Linked DNA regions of Mus musculus: region 1 is linked to region 2. A link is a contact called in public HiChIP or PLAC-seq data. All regions are on one chromosome and are shown on one strand. Each heading gives the region's core, a stretch centred on a gene start, on an enhancer-like site or on the middle of the called end of the contact. The rest is flanking DNA. Distances are from core to core; before and after follow the strand shown. Region 1 holds the start of Abca5 (ATP-binding cassette, sub-family A (ABC1), member 5). Region 2 has its middle 30 kb from the start of 1700023C21Rik.

The links. HiChIP or PLAC-seq counts read pairs in DNA pulled down with a chosen protein or histone mark.
Region 1: a contact with region 2 is called in an H3K4me3 HiChIP or PLAC-seq map of stem cell-derived neural progenitor cells, with 19 read pairs. The contact joins the promoter of Abca5 here to the enhancer-like site in region 2. A contact is called at or near these places in 2 of 39 promoter capture datasets (the 3T3-L1 cell line and pre-B cells), 2 of 15 datasets of contacts at CTCF or cohesin (both in the NIH/3T3 cell line), 1 of 484 Hi-C or Micro-C datasets (embryonic stem cells), 5 of 115 datasets of contacts at active chromatin or transcription factors (astrocytes, embryonic forebrain, embryonic limb bud and 2 more) and 2 of 9 other capture datasets (liver and macrophages).

Annotation. Positions count from the first base shown.
Region 1 is chr11:110,336,042-110,342,018 of GRCm38.p6, reverse strand. Abca5 (ATP-binding cassette, sub-family A (ABC1), member 5) reads left to right here and starts at 4,303. Exons shown (of 39, transcript NM_147219.2): 1 at 4,303-4,534. It overlaps Gm39445 (a long non-coding RNA gene), which reads right to left and starts at 4,181. Exons shown (of 3, transcript XR_880289.1): 1 at 3,735-4,181; 2 at 3,160-3,231; 3 at 2,014-2,114.
Region 2 is chr11:109,872,967-109,879,173 of GRCm38.p6, reverse strand. No RefSeq gene overlaps it. Among named protein-coding and RNA genes, the nearest start is that of 1700023C21Rik, 30 kb to the right of the region's middle. Within about 2 kb of position 4,018, at least 50 of the 459 cell types and tissues checked have an H3K27ac peak or open chromatin away from gene starts, as enhancers often do.

The DNA.
Region 1 (5,977 bases), core at 3,054-5,553, 460 kb before region 2:
GTTTGGGGCTAATATCCACTTATCAGTGAGTACATATTGTGTGAGTTTCTTTGTGAATGTGTTACCTCACTCAGGATGATGCCCTCCAGGTCCATCCATTTGGCTAGGAATTTCATAAATTCATTCTTTTTAATAGCTGAGTAGTACTCCATTGTGTAGATGTACCACATTTTCTGTATCCATTCCTCTGTTGAGGGGCATCTAGGTTCTTTCCAGCTTCTGGCTATTATAAATAAGGCTGCTATGAACATAGTGGAGCATGTGTCCTTCTTACCAGTTGGGGCATCTTCTGGATATATGCCCAGGAGAGGTATTGCTGGATCCTCCGGTAGTACTATGTCCAATTTTCTGAGGAACCGCCAGACTGATTTCCAGAGTGGTTGTACAAGCCTGCACTCCCACCAACAATGGAGGAGTGTTCCTCTTTCTCCACATCCACGCCAGCATCTGCTGTCACCTGAATTTTTGATCTTAGCCATTCTGACTGGTGTGAGGTGGAATCTCAGGGTTGTTTTGATTTGCATTTCCCTGATGATTAAGGATGTTGAACATTTTTTCAGGTGTTTCTCTGCCATTCGGTATTCCTCAGGTGAGAATTCTTTGTTCAGTTCTGAGCCCCATTTTTTAATGGGGTTATTTGATTTTCTGAAGTCCACCTTCTTGAGTTCTTTATATATGTTGGATATTAGTCCCCTATCTGATTTAGGATAGGTAAAGATCCTTTCCCAATCTGTTGGTGGTCTTTTTGTCTTATTGACGGTGTCTTTTGCCTTGCAGAAACTTTGGAGTTTCATTAGGTCCCATTTGTCAATTCTCGATCTTACAGCACAAGCCATTGCTGTTCTGTTCAGGAATTTTTCCCCTGTGCCCATATCTTCAAGGCGTTTCCCCACTTTCTCCTCTATAAGTTTCAGTGTCTCTGGTTTTATGTGAAGTTCCTTGATCCACTTAGATTTGACCTTAGTACAAGGAGATAAGTATGGATCGATTCGCATTCTTCTACACGATAACAACCAGTTGTGCCAGCACCAATTGTTGAAAATGCTGTCTTTCTTCCACTGGATGGTTTTAGCTCCCTTGTCGAAGATCAAGTGACCATAGGTGTGTGGGTTCATTTCTGGGTCTTCAATTCTATTCCATTGGTCTACTTGTCTGTCTCTATACCAGTACCATGCAGTTTTTATCACAATTGCTCTGTAGTAAAGCTTTAGGTCTGGCATGGTGATTCCGCCAGAAGTTCTTTTATCCTTGAGAAGACTTTTTGCTATCCTAGGTTTTTTGTTATTCCAGACAAATTTGCAAATTGCTCCTTCCAATTCGTTGAAGAATTGAGTTGGAATTTTGATGGGGATTGCATTGAATCTGTAGATTGCTTTTGGCAAGATAGCCATTTTTACAATGTTGATCCTGCCAATCCACGAGCATGGGAGATCTTTCCATCTTCTGAGATCTTCCTTAATTTTTGGCTCTTTTTCTACATTGATAGCCTAGTCTGATTTTTTTTTTTAGTCATGCATTATGCTAAATCAAGATTATCTATTTGAAAAAAAAATCAAATTACAGCTATTCTAGAAGCCACTTTGACTTTCAGAAATGGCAAATAACAATAATGTTTAGTAAGATTTTAAAATGGTACATATTGTTCCAAACATACTGTTAATAATGTGAAATACTAGCCGGGCAGTGGTGGCACATGCTTTTAATCCCAGCACTTGGGAGGCAGAGGCAGGTGGATTTCTGAGTTCGAGGACAGCCTGGTCTACAGAGTGAGTTCCAGGACAGCCAGGGCTACACAGAGAAACCCTGTCTCGAAAAACCAAAAAAATAAAATAAAATAATAATGTGAACTACTATACTATACTACTATACTACACTACACTACACTATACTATACTATACTATACTATACGTATCAGACACAAAGCTGTTACAGTAATGACTTAGTTATTGTTCTCTTGCTGTGAGGAGACACCTTGGAAAAGGTAACTTGGAAAAGGAAGCATGTAATTGGCGTCTTGCTTGCAGTTTTGGAAGGTTAGCCCTTGAGCATCCTGGTGGATCTATGGCAGCAGGCAGCCAGGCATGGCACTGGAGCAGTCGCTGAGAGCTCTCATCTGATCTTCCAGTTACAGGCAGGGAGAGAGAGAGAGAGAGAGAGAGAGAGAGAGAGAGAGAGAGAGAGAGAGAGAGAGAGAACACTGAGCCTATTGTGGGCTTTTGAAACCTCAAAGCCTGTCCCACTGACAAATGTCCTTCAAGAAGGCCCACCTCCCAATCCTTCCCCAAACGGTTCCTCCAGTTGTGAACCAAACATTCAAATATACAATCCCACGGAGGCCATTTTTCATTTGCTGCCCCACCCCAAATGATTTAGTCATCTTAATTTTAGCAAAATGGTCTAGAAAAATCCATTTAAACAAGTCTTTGATGTCTGGCAAGCAAAAGCACGGCCACACGTAGCCATTGTTCATCAGGTTGTAAGTTAATACTCTATGTGGCAAGATTTGGCCTCTTACTCCATGTTAAATATTGGTGAGAACTGTGGCCCACTGTTAATTTCCCATAGCCACCGAGCTTCTTAAGTCTCAAGCTGCAACTCCTATGATCTAGGAACTCCCACATGGTTCATTTGTCTATAAGGTCTATTAATGAGGTGTGGGGATTTCAGTTGCCACCATGACAACCAAGATGTGCTTATTGCTTGTTTCTATTTCCTAGATACAGAAGGGTGGAAGGAAGCATCATTCTCTCTGGCCGCTGTTTTACTATTAAAACCTGGTAGTTGTGGACATTTAGGCAGACATCGTGTGACCAGCCTGATTACAAGATATAAATAGTCTGATAAATAGTTTGCGTAGAGGCAGTAAAATATGTCACAACCTACACATTAATTTGTAGTAATTTTTTTATTTAAAATATTTTTCTCTGTGTTCTATGTTATTCTTACAAGCCTATAATCTTGTTGTCCATTTTATAAGTCGTATGTGTGTGTGTGTGTTGCTGGGGTTTAAAGCCAGGACCTTGTACAATCTAGGCAAGCAGACTATCACTGAACTACAAGTCCACTCCTATAATAGAATTTTAATATTTTCTGTTTCTATGGGTGCAATTTTGTTAAGTGAGTAGGTATTTTTTGTGAAGATAAAAATATTTACATACCTTTCTTGTAGGTGTTTTCTCTCATCAGTAGTATTATTAGCAGTATTTACCATAGTTTATGATTCGCAAGACCTGAAAATTTAAATTGGTATAAGAAAAAGTTCTTAACTTCAGGCTACATATGATGTAGCTGAAGAGATTAGCATGTAAGACAGTGAAAGGGATACTATGGTGCCAAGTGGGGTGTTTGAGAGGAAAGATATCATTGTGTCAGGCTCTATGATAGTGTACACACACATGCAGGCAAAACGTCCACATCTATAATAAAGCAGAACACATTCTATAGACTTAGTTTTCAATTTGAGAACTACACACACATACACAAAATATGTATGAATGTTCACATTCACAGAGCTGAAGATGTTTTCGAAAGTAACTGTAACACATAGCACTGGGGACTGCACACACCAGACACATTCAGTATCAAGCCAGCAAAAATTCCAGCATGAATAGTGTGTGTGTGTGTGTGTGTGTGTGTGTGTTATGAATTGGCAGTTTGTGGCTTCTGGATAAGAAAGGATCAGTCTTCCTCAGGGATGTGTAATTTTGGTATTGTGAACTTTACTTTGCAATACCTTTGGCCCTTGTTTCGATCACTTTGGGTAACGACATTCCAAACATCAGTTTGCATTTTAAGTAAAAATTAAGCGTGGTATATAGTCTTTGCCAGAAGTCAACACTTGCAGATTTTCGGAGGATGTTTGAAGGAACCGGTAGGATGTTCAAGGTGGTAGTCTGAGGTTGGAGAGGAGAAGGCAGTCTTTACAGAAACGAGGAGGGAGGACGCTGCAGCAAGAGGGAGGAGTGTCAGACTTTTATCAACTCTTTAAATACAAGGGAACAGAGGCAGATGGGAGGGTGGAGAACCAAGGCCGTCCTTCTTGAGGCGACAGAAGTCTCCTCAAACCCATCGAGCCTCGGTGGAGGGTGCGGCGAGCTCCCCAGGAGGTTCTGAGCACCTGAGCTAGAGTCGGCAGGTCCAACCAAGTACTCTGCGACTCGTTCGCCGCGCTCACCTCCGCCGGAGCCCCGCCCCCAGTAGCCCCGCCCCCAAGCGCGCTCCCGTCTCGAGCTCCAGGAGCACGCGCATTACGCACGCCCCGCCCTCAGGTGCATTCAGGGGCGGGCAGGGGGCGTGTCTCCGGCGGCGCGCGCGGCTCTCTCGGCGTAGCGGGGCGGCGGGCACGCGCGCGCTCGGCCTCGCGGACCGCGTCTCCGCGCAGAATTTCCGAGCTCCGTCACTTACCGCGGTCGCGGTCGCCGCAGGTAAGCTCGCGGCTTGGGCCTGACAGCGCTGCGGCTGCGACGCCGGGGTGAGGAGACGCCGAGGCCCGCGGCGCTCGAGGTCGCTCGCCATTCGTGTCTGCGGAGAGAGGTGACGCGGCGGCGGGGACGGGGCATGGACCGTGGAGATGGCCGAGCAGCTAGGGAATGAGGAGAGGGGAGGGTGTGGCGGGCCGCGGGGAGCCGGAGGATGCTGGCGGGTGGCGGGCGCTGACAGGGATCCCTGGGCTAGCGACATCCTCAGAACTTCTAGAGAGGCAGAAGGAAAAGAAAGGACAAACCGAAATTAAATAAAAGCCCAAACCAAACCGAAGTCAGTTTTCCCCCTGAGGGCTCAGGAGCATCGCCCTACTTGGGGCGCAGATCGGGTAGCGGATCATGTGTGACCAGAGGACTCGGGGTGAGAGGAAAAGCCGCAGAGCTCGTGACACGGTTTTGGGGTTGAAAATAATCTGAATTCCCCAAACATAGCTAACGAAGATTCCCAGGCGCGGAAAGGTTTCAGGGAGGAGGAGAAAGCGAGGTCCATGGGGGACAGCGGCCTCTGGGGCAGTCGGAGTTGAGGATTTTCGCCCCAGCTCTCTAAAAGCTTCGCTTTACGTTTTCAAAGAATCAAGTCTGAGGACAAAAATTAAGGACATTCTGGAGCCCCAGATGAGGTTAGATCCTGGCTCAGAGCCAGGGTCAGTATTACTTCATCTTGACAGCTGCTCTGAGGTTGGAGATGGTACTCTGTGTGGGAAATATGGGTCTTAAAGAGGTTAAATAACTTTATTAAGGTCCCAGCTGGGGAAAAAAATGAGGTACTGAGATTCTCCCTCTGAGATTCCAGACTCTCTAATCCTGGTGCTTTCCTCACTCTATTTTATGTTTGCCCAGAGAGCATTTTTATGTCTCGTCAGAGAAGACTCAATAGATAAGAACATTATGAGAACACTTTGTGTGTGTTTATCCTGAAAGCAGATTTAAGAGACAGTGATCTTTGAATGTGGGTCATTTAGGCAGATGTGTCCTTGATAATGCAAAACTTCAAATTCTATTAAACATAGGGAACTCTTAAATTTTGCATAAATTTATTAATATGTTCGTTACATGCCAGGTAATCATTTTGTTCCTAAAGTTCCTAGATGAATATAGTATGTAATGTCTGCCATTGAGTTTAATTGAAAGAGTAATTATATAAAAGCAACTCATACTAATATAAATTGTAGTCCTCATTAGTGTGTAGATTACACTGGAAATAGTTTTAAGTGCAAACTTAAAACTTTTATACAGTGCAAACTTTATACTTTTATAAACATTATATATAAAGAAAACTATTAGCTGACTTGCCATATGGGTACTGTTACATCGTTTTCCTCCAGCAAGGCGTTCTGTCATAAAACTTAGGTCAAACTTTACTGGCATTAGTATCTTGCTTTATGTCACTACTTTTGGTAAATTTTAAAAGATCAGCGAAGAAAGCGTTTATGATGCCTTCTGTTAAATTTAAAGGTTTATTATACCCATTATGAAGCCAGTAAAATAGCTGGAT
Region 2 (6,207 bases), core at 2,769-5,268:
TGCCAGATGGAAAGGGAGCCCTGATTTTCCTCTGAGCACAGTCATGGGTTTTGCAGAGAGTAGGATCCCTGATGCTTGAGCCTTGGGTGGTCACGGTGCTGAAGGCCAAAGTCTAGGATGGAAAAAGTGCTTCCTGTCACCCAGCTGGCTCTCCCCAAAGAAGACTCTGCCTTGACTGTGTCAGCCAGTCTTGAAGGAAAATTCTTTTCCTTGGCCAGGAAAGAATGGAACTTCTTCAGATGTGCTTCAGATGGCTAGCTAACAAAATAAATAAATAAACAACCACCAAAAAAAAAAAAAAAATCCACTGGCCTAGGTTCAGGGCTTAACATTGACCCCTATGAACTATTGTCAAATTCTGGGGTTTCATTTAATATCTACATCTCTGTCGAGCTCAAATTACAGGAAGAGGTGAGACTTTTAACCTCTCTTGTTTATTTTCTTTTGGCAACAACGATGTCTAGGAAGGAAGAGCAACAAGACAGTGCTAGGGTTGGTTTCTAACAGACCCTATGGAAACTCATGCTATGTGTGCCACACTTGGCAGCATGGTGAATAGGAGATTTTAAACTTAGGTATAATTTGGAAACTGAGCCTAGAGTAGGGGCTCACTCATGACTGTAGTCACAGAACTCAGAAGAGAGAAGCAGGAAAACCACTGTGAGCTTGGGTGTATGTGTGTCTGTGCCTCTGTGTGTGTGTGCGCCTGTGTAAGTGAGTGTGTGTGAGTGTGTGTGCATGTGAGTGTGTGCCTGTGTAAGTGTGTGTGTGTGTGTGTGTGTGTGTGTGTGTGTGTGAGTATGTGTGCCTGTGTGTGTCTGTGCCTGTGTGTGTGTGTGCCTGTGTAAGTGTGTGTGTGTCTGTGTGAGTATGTGTGCATGTGTGTGTGTGCCTGTGTGTGTGTGAGTGTGTGTGTGTGTCTGTATATATGTGTGTCTCTCTGTGAGTGTGTGTGTGCCTGTGTATGTGTGTCTCTATGTGAATGTGTGTGTGCCTGTGTGTAAGTGTGTGTGTGTGTGAGTGTGTGTGTGTCTGTATATATGTATGTCTCTCTGTGAGTGTGTGTGTGCCTGTGTATGTGTGTCTCTATGTGAATGTGTGTGTGCCTGTGTGTAAGTGTGTGTGTCTGTGTATATACATGTGTGTCTCTCTGTGAGTGTGTATATGCCTTTGTGTGTATGTGTGTCTCTGTGTGTATCTGTGCCTGTGTGTGTCTGTGTGAGTGTGTGTGCATGTGTGTGTGTATGTGTGTGAGTGTGTGTGTGTGTGTGTGTGTGTGTGTGCCTGTGTGTGTATGTGTGTCTCTGTGTGAGTGTGTGTGTGCCTGTGTGTGTGTAAGTGTGTGTGTGTGTATATGTGTGTCTCTGTGAGTGTGTGTGTGCCTGTGTATGTGTGACTCAATGTGAATGTGTGTGTACCTGTGTGTGTGTAAGTGTGTGTGTCTGTGTATATGTGTGTCTCTCTGTGAGTGTGTGTGTGTGTGTGCCTGTGTGTGTATAAGTGTGTGTCTATGTATACGTGTGCCTCTCTGTGAGTGTGTCTGTGTGCCTGTGTGCATATGTGTGTGTCTGTGTATACGTGTCTCTCTCTGTGAGTGTGTGTGTATGTGTGTATATGTGTCTCTCTCTGTGAGTGTGTGTGTATATGTGTCTCTCTCTGTGAGTGTGTGTGTGTTTAATTTCCCACAGGTGCACATATCAAACATCATCTGTGGAGAATCTAACAAGATAAAGTTTCCAGAAATACATTTGTGATAATTATTAGAAAGTAAAACAGGATTTGTCCTACTTTGAGACTTCTTATGGAAAAGAAAAATGCATACCATTCCTAGTACCAATTTTTCACGAGACATTGGTTTTTTAGGATCCCTTTAGTCTACCATGCCCCAGACTAGGGTGAAGTACTTTCAGCCACAATTAACCTTTCATGGTGGGATTAAATCACTTTAACCCATGCTTTCTATTGCCTCCTCCGTGGATACAGGCAAATAAAAACGTGTCAATACCATTCTGTGTCTAAAATGGCTCTAACAGCCGATTCCACCAACAGACTAGTTCTAGAAAAGGAGGAAACCTAAACATATGGATGATGCATCTAAGCAATGCAAGAAGAAGCTCAGCTGGTTCCTCGCGTGTTAGACATAGAGCATTAGCAGAAGTCCAACACATGTCGCTGGAACAACAGAAGAAGTGCCAGGACTGGGATCAAGGGAAAAGCGCGTATGTGGCGGAGGAGAACCATTTGCTGAACTCAGAAGCGAAAGCATGTTTTTGTTCTCTTTGTTAACCCAGGACTGTGTGCACACTAGAAAAGAACCCTAGAGCTGAGCTGCACCCCCAGGCTGAAGTGTAGGGTCGGTGACACTGTCCAATGGGAAAAAAGCAACTAGCAGCCAAGGACAAAGACCTCAGTGGGCTCTCCAGCATCCACAGGGTGGAGAGAGACCTCACTCCTGCACACTGTCCTCTGACCTCTTTGTGATCTGGGACACACATGGCCTGCCCCCACAAAATAAATAAAAACTTAACTAAAACATACTATATGAGCACAGATAGGGGGTGAAAGAACAACCGGATAATTTAATGAATAAATGATTAGAGTTTTGCCTCCCATACAAATGAATAATGTAATTTTATTATGTTTATTTATTTTTAAGACTTATTTATTTATGTATTTTATGTATATGAGTACGTTGTTGCTGTCTTCAGACACACCAAATGGGGCATTGGATCCCATTACAGATGGTTGTGAGCCGCCATGTGGTTGCTGGGAATTGAACTCAGGATCTCTGGAAGAGCAGTCACTGCTCTTAACCCCTGAGCCATCTCAGCCTCATTATTTTTTAGTTTTAAAAGCCTACAGGACAATTTTATTAGTATGTAAAACAAAACCACCTAGAACAGGCTCTAAATCTTCAGCTATAAATCTTAGCAACTGCCCGGAGGAGAAAAAGAGAGAAGGGGATGGGGGGGGGGGGAGCTATGCCATTCAAGCTGGCCTGGGGGGTCAGCCCCAGGGTGGACAAGCAGCCCCTTGACGGAAGATAAAGAGGTTAGAAGAGAAAGGAGGAGTCTTTAGGAGAGAAGTGAGCAAAGTGTTAGGGAAGCCCCAGGTGTCAAAGAAAGCATGCTTGCAAAAAGAGGAAGAAGAAAAGGGGAACTCGGGCTTTTCCGTGTACTTCACAAAATCAAGTAGATCTTCAGATCTACATAGATGCAGTTCAATAAAGTTCCTGGGCTAAGGTCAGGGATTCAAAGAAGAAGAGGTACAGTAACTCATTAGAGGATTAATTATTCTGCCTACTTCCTTAGCCTGGATTAAGGATGCCTGCCTGCCTGTGCTGCCCCTCTTCCTAGAGGTGGTCTCTTGAATAGGTGATTGGTCCCATCCAACCAGCATGGTAGGTCTCCAGCCAGGCCAGAGACTGCAGTCTCCTGACCAGAGGAGATTTTCTCTCAGCAGGCCTTTACCGCTATCCTAATATTGACCCTGTGAAGGTGTTAACACTAAAATCACTTGGGAATCAGAGCAGAGCCTCCCAAATACTTGTGTCATCTTTGGCTTCCACCATCTTTGGCTTCCACCAAGGCTGCCAAGAGGCATGAATGAGACCATTTGGGGCTTTTAGCCAGGAGAGAAGCTGGTTTCTTAATCAGCCTAACATGTAGTTTGTTTGTTACCAGTGATGGCAGAACTGGTTTTTGTTGGTGTTGTTTTGTTTGTTCGGTTGGTTGGTTGGTTGGTTGGTTGGTTGGTTGCTTGGTTGCTTGCTTGGTTGCTTGGTTGGTTGGTTGCTTGGTTTTAACAGAACACGGTGCTTTTCATGAGCAGACCCCTTCTTTGTTTCTCACAATTATCTTGTGTAGGAGGAATGAAGGTCTGATTATTCCCATCGGTAGACTGGCTATGTTATCAACTGAACAGCTGCGCCATTCAGGGAACTGGATGAGGCCCCAGGGAAATGATAACAACAAAGTAACTCTGGCCCTCACAGAGTCTAATGGGGAAGGCAGATGTCCAGTGAGTTACAGAAGATTACAACACCGTACAATGAGGCCTACAGACTAGGAAAACAGGACTCCATGGGGGTTAGTGATTTACAAGGGGCAGTAAGGTAGATGATTGACAGCTATAGTTGCATTTGTGCATTCGTATGCACTCATGTACACTTGTACATATGGAGGCCAGAGGTCAATGCCAAGTGTCTCCCTCAGCCACTCTCCACCTTAATGTTCAAGGCAGGGTCTCTCACCAATTCTCCTACATTGGTTGGACTATGGATTCCAGGGATATCTGCCTTGTCTTTGTCTCCCCGGAACTAGGATCACAGCCACAGAGCCTGGCTTCTTGTCTGGGTTGTGGAGATCAAAATCAGATCCTCATGATTCTGAGGCGAGTATTTTACCCATTGAACCATGTCCCCGGGCCTCATCTCTCTAGAGGACAGTTAGAAAGATAGGGCTAGTGATAGGCACGATCTTAGTATGTGATACCTGGAGGGTTCTCGTGAATCAGAAGGTAGAGAGCTTAGACACATTGCTGAGCAGCCGTGGGAGAATGAGCTAGGTGCCTCAGTGAGGTAGATGTACCCAGTGAGGGCTCTGGTGGCCCTTTGTCACACAGAGATGCATGAATAGCAGAGTTGAAGGCATGAACTTCGGGTTAGACCCTTCATGGCAAGCCTCTGGTGACGACCATCACCGATTACTCTTTATGTGCCGAGTTTTCTGATGGCAGGCGACTTAATCTCTCTGAGCACCAAGTCCCTCATTCTCACACAAGGAAACAATAGTACCCTCCTCAGATGCTGGCTGTGGAATTCAGGAGAGGGAGTTATGCAATCTGGTTTGCTTATTGTGTGACCCACAACGTACCCCATCCCTTAGAGGAATGTTGGTTTTCAATGAGGAAGTGTGTACGTACCACATTCGTGAAGTATTATCATTATCAGTACAGCGGAAGAGGCTAGCCCCCTCTCCCCCCCCACCCCGTCTTTCCGAGGCTACCCCGCCCCCCAGAGCCGCACGGAAATGGGATGGCTGTGGTGAGGTTCGGACAGATGTTGTTTCTTGCTGTGGCCAGGGAGATAATGAGAACGACTTCCGTGCCGGGAGAAGGCTTGGACCAAATGTTCTCAAGAGTCCCATCCAACTCTTAAATTCCATGAGAGTAAGAAAAACCAAATGGTTGGATTGTAGCAGTCAGGAAGCTTCTGTCCCTCTGGGGCAGCAGGAAAAGGTCACAGAGCTCCGGCCATGAAATCGGTTCTTTCTAGAGCGCGCTCCTCCTCCCAGCCCCAACCCAGCTTCTTATTTACAGCCACAGAGGAGTCCTTTGTTCATGTACCCTTCCCTATAGGAATCTGGGAACATGTTCTAAAATTCCAGAATGTGCAAAGATTGGGGGGGGGCTTGCCTTATTTGTATCATTCCCCCAAAAAACCTTTTCATAGAAATACTCCCCACCAAGGAATGCAAAGAATTATCATGATATTTAGGATATTAGGATATATAATAAGCATTTTAAAACTGTGTTTTGTAATACTTGGTTCTGTGAGACCCTAGTGCGGGGAAAAAAACCTTGTTTTGTGGAGATGCGTAAATTAGTTTTCAGATTGCGCCATCTTCTGGTCGAATCTGGAAAATATTCTGATGGATTTCTTTCTTTTTTTTATTTTTATTTTTTTTTTTTTTTTGAGACAGGGTTTCTCTGTGTAGACCTGGCTGTCCTGGAACTCACTCTGTAGACCAGGCTGATCTCGAACTCAGAATTCCGCCTGCCTCTGCCTCCCAAGTGCTGGGATTAAAGGTGTAAGTCACCACCGCCCGGCTCTGATGGGCTTCTTATTTTTAGCAGAGCTATGGCATGAATTTGCTCCTGATGAAGGTGGACCAAAAATGTGTCTCCCCAGTATTTGATCCTGGTTTCTTGGGAAGTAGCAGCTTGAACTGCATTCAGATCTAACCAGGGACGGTTCCCTTTAATAATCACTGTGTTTCTTCTGAAGAGCTTCTGCTGGTCTAGCTCAGATATAGGCTCAACCTCTAGGAAGAAGACTCTTGCAAAAGACCCTCAGCTGCCAATGTTACTGGACACATCAGTCATTTTCTTTTAATTGTCTGAACACACTTAAAATGACTCCTGTGACTTGGAGGCAGGGGACAGTGGGAGATGTGAGACCTGAGACCCAGGAACTGAAATCTCTAG